Regions from separate parts of the Rattus norvegicus genome. Here all the other regions are linked to region 1. A link is a contact called in public Hi-C and HiChIP or PLAC-seq data. All regions are on one chromosome and are shown on one strand. Each heading gives the region's core, a stretch centred on a gene start, on an enhancer-like site or on the middle of the called end of the contact. The rest is flanking DNA. Distances are from core to core; before and after follow the strand shown.

What was found. Hi-C and Micro-C count contacts between places; a contact is called where the count stands out from the background. HiChIP or PLAC-seq counts read pairs in DNA pulled down with a chosen protein or histone mark.
Region 2: a Hi-C map of the A7r5 cell line shows a contact between it and region 1, with 1.8 times the contacts expected there. The contact joins the enhancer-like site here to the promoter of Vldlr in region 1. A contact is called at or near these places in 1 of 12 Hi-C or Micro-C datasets (the A7r5 cell line) and 1 of 1 datasets of contacts at active chromatin or transcription factors (oligodendrocytes).
Region 3: a contact with region 1 is called in an H3K27ac HiChIP or PLAC-seq map of oligodendrocytes, with 4 times the contacts expected there. The contact joins the promoter of Pum3 here to the promoter of Vldlr in region 1. A contact is called at or near these places in 2 of 12 Hi-C or Micro-C datasets (the A7r5 cell line and the Rat2 cell line) and 1 of 1 datasets of contacts at active chromatin or transcription factors (oligodendrocytes).

What each region holds. Positions count from the first base shown.
Region 1 is chr1:234,239,363-234,242,012 of GRCr8, forward strand. Vldlr (very low density lipoprotein receptor) reads left to right here and starts at 1,324. Exons shown (of 19, transcript NM_013155.2): 1 at 1,324-1,588. The coding sequence starts at 1,507.
Region 2 is chr1:233,866,072-233,868,721 of GRCr8, forward strand. No RefSeq gene overlaps it. Among named protein-coding and RNA genes, the nearest start is that of Smarca2, 250 kb to the left of the region's middle. Within about 2 kb of position 1,345, at least 47 of the 93 cell types and tissues checked have an H3K27ac peak or open chromatin away from gene starts, as enhancers often do. A contact at or near this core is called in the A7r5 cell line, where this site is marked.
Region 3 is chr1:234,526,265-234,528,914 of GRCr8, forward strand. It overlaps Pum3 (pumilio RNA-binding family member 3), which reads right to left and starts at 1,348. Exons shown (of 18, transcript NM_001025036.1): 1 at 1,315-1,348. It overlaps LOC102555808 (a long non-coding RNA gene), which reads left to right and starts at 1,722. Exons shown (of 5, transcript XR_010063222.1): 1 at 1,722-1,855.

The sequences.
Region 1 (2,650 bases), core at 74-2,573:
AACCAGGGCGATGTGTTCAAGAAAACTGAAGTTCAATAAGAACAAATCCTAGACTTAGGTCCTGCCCGGCACCCACCTCCCCCGATCTATCCTTTCGAGAAGGTTGACTTTACTTCCTTTTTTCCCTCCACAATGCTCGTAATTGAACGTTACAAAGTATACCGAGAATAAATCTACCGGGGTCCCCTTCCTCCAACCAGAAAAAGGTTAAGCTTTTAATTACAGGCCCTCAAACTATCATTTTGTGCAATTAGCAATTAACTATAATCGTTGATGAGAGAATGCAGGGCTGCGCTGGCAATTTCCCTCCTCCCCATCCCAGACTCGGTTATTTTAGTCTTCTTCTATTACAGAGGACAAGCCACAACCGCGGGAGCGCTCTTGTTCTTTTTCTCTCTCTCTTTCACACACTCTTGCTTAAAGCCACATTTAATTTTTAACAAAATGGCATGTCAGCTTGCCACTGTGATGGGACACCGAACCCCACACAGAACAGCGGAGCGTTCGCATCCCTCCTCTTCATCACTTTCAGGTTGGCGAGAAGAGTCCCCTCAGAAGATGCTACCTACCGACCTCACAACATCAGCCCTTCCTAGGGGCTCTGGAGAGGGGGGAAGAGGGTTCCTTGCTGCCCCCAGACCCCTCAACTGCCAACCCCATCAAGCCCGGAGGCGGTGGCAACAGCAGCAATAGTTGCATCAGCGCTCCTTGCCACGGCGCCAGGAGGGTACAGTAGCGACTGTAGGGAGCTAGGGAGCGCACAGCTGCTGCGGCCGCAGGTTCCCTGGATCAGGAAATTAGGACAGGCACCCGGGATTGGAGGTGAGAACGGTGCGCGAGCCAACCAGAGGCCGCCCCGGGTCCCCCGTGAGCCCCAGGCCGACGCGCGGAGAAGCCGAGCCCCTGGAGCCGTCCGGATGGCGGCGGCGACAGCCCCAGCCCCAGCCCTAGCCCCAGCCCCAGCCACTCACGCACGCACGCTGCCACTTGCCCCCGCACCCTCCTCACAGCGCGCGGGAGAGCGGTGCGTGCTGGAGCTGCTGGGCTGAGCTCCCCCGCTGGGGTCGCCGCGCCGCTCGGCCGCGCTCCTGCCGCCGCCCCGGTGGGTGCCCCAAGACCGTTCACTCGAGCTGTCCCCGGCGGCGAACGGGCTCCCCGCCCCCTCCTCCCGCGCCGTTCCCTCCCCTCTCCCTCCCCTTCTCTGCAACGCCTGCATTATTTTCCGCCCGCAGGGTCTGCGCGCACACCGCGGCCGCGGCGGGGGAGGTGACCGGGTGGCTGGCTGGCTGGGTGGCTGGCGAGGAGTAGAGCGTGCAAGTTGCAGAGAAGGGGTGCCCGCTCCTTGCGTGCTCTCCGTGCTCCCGGCTCCTCACTCCTTCCCCCTCCTCCTCGCCTCCTCCCTCCCCGCCCCCACCTCCTTCCTCCTCTCCGAAGGGCTGGTAACTTGTTGTGCGGAGCGAACGGCGACAACGACGGCGCGACGGAGGCACCATCCGGGCGGGCAGCATGGGCACGTCCGCGCGTTGGGCGCTGTGGCTGCTGCTCGCGCTGTGCTGGGCGCCCCGGGACAGCGGCGCCACTGCAAGCGGTGAGTGGGGACGCGCCCCTCCACACTCGGCCCGAAACAAGCCGGGCGTCCGCGATCGCTGCGTTTTGGGAGACCCCGGGGCTCCTCTTGCCCATCCCCTCCTAGCAGACGTCTCTCCACGCTCCTCTCCTGCTCCCCTCCCCACCCGGGTGGCGCCTCTGAGCTGTCAGAGCCGAGGCTACTGGGAGCCGGGCCCGGGGGACTGTGGGGTTTAGGGTGTCCTGAAGCGTCCCTTGAACTTGTTGTCATCCTTCTGTGTCCCCCTTCTTTCCAGAACCTCTGTTTTACATGGTTTTCACCTCCCATTGACAAGGGCTAGGGGATGTGGGCTGTAGAGCCACTGAACAATGGTTCTGCCTCCTCTGCCAGGCGGGCTGTTAGGACCCTGGCAGAGCATGGGGCCTGGAAGCCCGGGTGCGTCCCTCAGACTTAAGCAGGGTTGAGAGCGCACGGTGGGTGAAGGTGGGCGTCTCCGAGGACACCGGGCACCAGGTGCCGGCCGAGCCTGTAGTCCTCGCGCCGCCGTGAGCAGGCGCACGTTCGGTGGGCGGCAGCCTGGAGGCCGAGCCATGTCAAGTACGCAGCCTGCGCCCGGGACTGCGACTCCCCAGGCGCCGGGCCATCTCTCAGGCTCCAAGTGTGGCTTTCAACTGGACTGTCCTCTGAGTGCCTTTCTTTCTCCCTCCCCCGGGGATTCCGCAGCTACTGCAGCCTTTAAAAACCTCTGGGGTCTCTGAGATAACTGAACGGGGGAGGGGAGTGGGATCCAGACTTAATCAGGTTACTTTGCTGAGCCTCATTCTGGGCAACACTTTCCCCCAGAGAAACTGAGTCCCAGTGTAGTGACTGTAATTAGCCTTTATTCTACACAATAAGGCCGGAAGGTGTGGTGCTGGAGCTGAAGTGTGACTGTAGCTTGCGGAGGGCGGGGGTGACTACAATCGAGTCCCCGGGGGTCAGCACACTGACTTCGGAGCCCTGTGTACTTTCAGAGTCTCATCTTGGGTCATACAACTTTCCAGAGCAGGTGATAAGACGCCTTCCTAACAAGGTCCGGTCTGA
Region 2 (2,650 bases), core at 95-2,594, 370 kb before region 1:
CCTTTCTTTCAAAGCCACTGAGAGGTGGGGGTTAGGACATCAATATTAAAATGTACACTGTCACAGCTAAGCCCTGGCACAGACTGGAAAGACTGGTTTTGTTTTGTTTTGTTTAATACGATCCCCACCCGAGGAAGCCATCAATCAGTTTGTAAGCCTCTCCTCCCCAGTCTCTACTCCCCTCCATTCCAAGGATTCAACTGTTTTCACCATCTCCTATCTCCCATGCCTCTAAACCATAGTAATCTTGGTAAAGACTTGCTTGTAATATAAAATACAAATTGACCAGGTACCAAAAGTCTCTTAAGAGAAGCCCAAGAACCAAGTAAGCAAGTAGACCAAATGGAAGGGTCCCTCAGTCACCAAGCATGTGGATTACCATCACCTCAGCAAATGTTTCCTAGTGTCCTGCCCTTTTGATTGCAAATCCTGCAACTCTGTGGAAAAAAAGAAAAGAAAAGGTTTAATGTTCAGCCTTGTTCTCTCTCTTTAAATACACAGATTCACTCTTTAGCCCAGGCTAGCTTTGAACTCGTGGTACTCCTCCTACTTCGGCCTCTCAAGTGCTGAGATTCCAGGCATGGGTCATCATCAGATTTGGCTAACATCTCTGTCCTTCATGTAAACTTTTTGTCGCTGAAGCAAATGGCATTTGTTTCCAATATTTAAACTTTAAACATATTTTAAAAGTATAATATTGGTTGTTAGCCCAACCATAAAGTGTCTGCATGGGTTCGGTCAGTATGCAGAAGAGGAATCTATATGTGTACATGAATGTGCGTTTCTATACATACTTCACACGTTTCCATGCCCTCTATTTCCTCCTTAGAAGGAGCATTGAGTCCTGTGCTGTTTGCTCTGACGGAAGGTCCAGCTTAACTGATTGCAGAAAGCATCACTTTTCTGTGTGTGACATCTTGCCCTGGCACAGCCCTTTGCAGGGATATATATAGTCGGTGATGCTTAAGGGACGACTAGAACAGGTCACATGGCTCCTCTCACACTGTAAATGTGTGTGGCCTGCCTCTGGTTTGTGTTCCTGGGTGGCATTTGGAAACTTGTGGCTGGGCTCTTCTTTTGTCCTCTTCTGAGGTTTATGTTCCAAATGGCTGAAGGCCAGCCCAGCCGGTCCTCTGGTGTCCCTTCTCAGCTGTCCGCACCCACAGCCCCTCGGCATGTTGCTTAGCAATCTCCTTCTGTCCGTCCTTGGACTCTGCATAGCCCCTCCTTGGCTTGGCTATATTTTATCAATTAAGCGGAGGAGCAAGGCTTTACACAGCACTTTCTGAGTCACCCTGCCTGAGCGAGAGGGATGAATCAGAGAGGACAGCACAGTTAAAGGGGGACTGACTGGCACAGAACAAAGGGACTGTGCTGTATGTGGGGGAGGTGTCCTTGCTTGGTGACAGGGCACCTTGGGGACAGGCTGTTTCTTGTTTGAGTCAGTGGCAGTTATTTTTGTTGAACTGAAGGTGCTCTATTCAGTCCCTGGTTGACATGAAATCAATGACTCTCAAGATCTGGGGCAGGCTCTGGGGCTGTGACATCAGAGGAAAACCCTGATTGAGGATTAATGTGATCTGGGGAACACCCAGGTCCAAAGAATGGCATTGACCTAGTGCCAAAATGTGGCTGGGTTAGCCCAGCAGCCTATAGGGAGCCACTGAGACCTGGGGCTCTTTGATCTGTAACCTTTGAAGGGGTGAAAAGCAGACAAGGCTGCTGGAAAGCCTGAGTCCTGCTGTGGTGGTGGTGGTGGGTTCAGGATCAAATGCCCACTTCATCTTCAAAGACTCACAGCTCTGAAGGACTGAGGGGAAACTATTTTCATAGTCAGTGATCAAGGACTCAAGTCCCAAGTTCTAAGTGCTTTATGCCAAATGCATGGCTTGGCTGTCTTTTATGTATGGACCCTTGAACTGTCAGAGAAGCTCCAACCCACTTCTCAGGAACTTATCTGTGACTCAGGGTGGGGCGGGGGATCCCCAAGAAGACAGCTATCCCTGTGGAGAACCTGTGTAACTCATATGCAAACACCTGTCATCAGGACCAAAGACAAGAGCTCACACATTAAGCAGAGGACCGGCTGGTGCTCCTGGAATGATGCTGGGTCCAGTGGAGACTAACGTTATCCTGTCTGACTTCTGAGCCTCTGGAATGGACTTCGGCATTCTCAGGAACTGTTTCAAAGAGGCAGCCAAGACTCCTCATTCTGAAAAGGGGTAATGGGCTGTCACTGGATAATATTATGGTCATCACATCCTTCAGATAAACTGTCCCCATGCTTCCAAATTTCTTCATATGATGCCAGGAAGAAAACATGGGGTTTAATCACCATTAGCATCTCCTGTCCATCTCCTTTTAATGTCCCTCTGCTCAGGAAGGCCCAAGGACCACTTCTTGCAGGAATCGGGTCATCCTTATCACGTGATTCAAATCTCCACGGAACAGGTGGAGCAGATTTGAGGGATGCTTTTCTCCCTTTCTGAACTCATTGGTTTGAGACAGTCCCTTTCTTTGTATTTCACTCTGTTTTCTCAACTGAAAAGCGACAAGGTTAGGCTGACGATGGCCCTGTGCCTAGCTCTCTAGTTCTTCCTGTTCTTTTTCGTGCATTAATCATCTATCACAGCCCGATGAAAACAAAGGA
Region 3 (2,650 bases), core at 98-2,597, 290 kb after region 1:
ACATTAGATTTAAAAAGATAAAGAGCCTATAGATCTGTTACTCAGCTTCCCCATTGGCAACTTAATAAGACACTTTCGAAATGACACTAGTGTAACACAAGGTTTATTTGGAAATCAATTTTCTCATTCCTGTCCTCTTTCTATCCAAGATGTAGCCATCATACCTCCTCCGTTTTTACAGGTTATGTTCCCTTTGGGGATTTTTATTATTAGATTGAAGTTATGCTTGGGTCGGGGAGAGGGTGACACATGATAGCAGAGCGGTGCTGTTCTCACAGTGACAAAGGTATGTGGCAGTCATGATGTTAACCCTCATGACCATTTGCCAAGTTACTTCACTATCAAATTAATGGCTAACCCAAGAGCAAGAAAAGCAAATTAGGTGGAGCCTTGGGACAAGGGTGTTTTCAGACCCCAAGACAACGTCCTACACCTACAGCAATGAGTCCTCAACACCTTTTGATTATGCATATAACTGGCATCTTATACGTCATGTCTGAATCATAACGCTCTGCATTTCCACCACACACTGCCATCTTTCTCTCCCTGCCTAATCTTGCTGTAGCCAATGGGGCATCATCTACTCCACTCCGCAGAGAGAAAACTGGAACACTGCTCCTGACTTTTACTTCTTTGCCAGTCACCTTGTACCCATCAGTAAGTTATATCTTGTAATCCCCTTCAAGTTACCTGTTTCTACTACCAACACTCAATGCAAATCAAAAGTCTCCTTGCCGAACTTGCAAATTAAGTACATTTTTCTTTAAGAGAATCGAGGCCTACCGTGAACCTCCAATTTTTTTCTAATAATCCTTCAATGTTTTATATGCATAGGGACACAAAGAAAAATGCTTCCCATTACACAGAAATAAAGAAACTCGACACCACGGCTCCGAAGTTCTACCCTCCTCTTTATCTAGTTAGCGCCGTACTCCCAACTCCCAACTCCGGGACAGCTCACCGCCTCTGTTTAAAATACTCTTGCCTCCTATCACGCTTTAGGTCTCGGCTTATGGGTCCCTTCTTCAGCTTTCCCTGCACTGCTCCTATGCACAAGGTCTGTCAAGGGACGGGCGGGGTGACTGTGACCCACAGAACTAGTTCCTCTAGCTCTACAATAATCAATAGAGAGGGTTTAACCCCTGCCCTCGCCAGGGTTCCTCCAACTCGGAGCCATCGAAGCGGCCAGGCAGACCATCCCGGGGGTGGGTCTGTAGATGCCGCTCGCCCACTACCCCGCAGAGCCCCCTGCTCCACAGCGATCGGCGGAAACTAGCCCCGCACATCCCGCATCAAACTCTCCACAACACTCACCGCACACGTGGGGAAGAAGCTCACGGAGTTCCGCTACCCACCGCCGCTTCCGCTTCCGCGTTCCGCCCCGCCCCGGATCCTCGGTTGTATTGTCCCGTCCTGGTGCTGGGGTCAAGGGGTGGAGCTTAGGAAACACGAAATCCGTAGTTTCTATTGGTCCATTTTCGCCCCTATACGCGAGAGGACTACGTGAGTTTTGGCCCTTGAGGGGATCCGTCAGGTGGAAGGCGAGTCAGTGGCTCGGGAAAGTGACGCTTGAGCCTGCAGATTTCTGGGAACGACGCCGGTTCTCGCGAGGGCTGCCGGGTTTCCGAAGGACTTAAGTCTGCAATCCGGGCTAGCGTTTGGACTGTTCGCTTGTCTGTGTGCTCGTTCGCGTCTTTTTTCGTTAGTTTAGTCTGGAGGATAAAAGCTGTCCCCGAGTGTGTTCTATTGTAATCTTGCTTACCTACTCCTATGTCTCCCTCATTTCCCACCCTAGCTGTGACTCTCTGGATAAATTAGATCCCTCGGGAACCATTCGTGTAAAGAACCAAGCACAGTAAGTTAATGTGAAAAGCTCTCTCCGTAAATGGCGTGTTTTAACGTCGGCTCGTGTTTGGGCATACATTTCCCCATTTTTCCACTTCAGGATATATATTTAAGGTATTACTCCATTTTACCGAGGAAGCAATAGACGTAGTTAACTTGATATTTGAGACTGTAGACGTGGCTAAGCTGTTTTCTGTTCTTGGAGACGACCTGGGTTCAATTCCCAGCACCTACATGGCAACTTACTGTAAACTCAGTTTCAGGGGACCCCACGTCATGCCAAACAACAGAACCTTATTACCTAACAGTTCTGAAATGTAGATGTTGGTTGAGCGGGACCCCACGTCATGCCAAACAACAGAACCTTATTACCTAACAGTTCTGAAATGTAGATGTTGGTTGAGCGGGACCCCATTTGAAGCCCCAAGGAGTGGGTGAACTTCCCGTGTATCTTCAGCAGTCCCTTGGCTTATGGTTCTGGCTCCTGCCCCTGCCTTTCTTTCTCCTGGATCTTTATTGTAAGAACACTTGACAATTTGTTAGATCGTTCGCAAATAAGCTTACAGACTATAATTCCAGGTGGACCCTGCCTCTTGTGTCTCTGGTAACACACCTGTAAGTGTTGAAGCTCGGTAGGGAAAGGTTTCCCCTACAGAAGTTCTGCTCCAGCTGCTGGGAAAGTTTCCCCGATGCTAGTGTTGCTGCTTTGCTCTGACTCGGAGAAAATTTCCCCTGTGACAGTTCTGCTCCAAAAGATATCCTGGCTGTCAGGAGCCAAGGAATACCACAGAGTCATACTGCACAA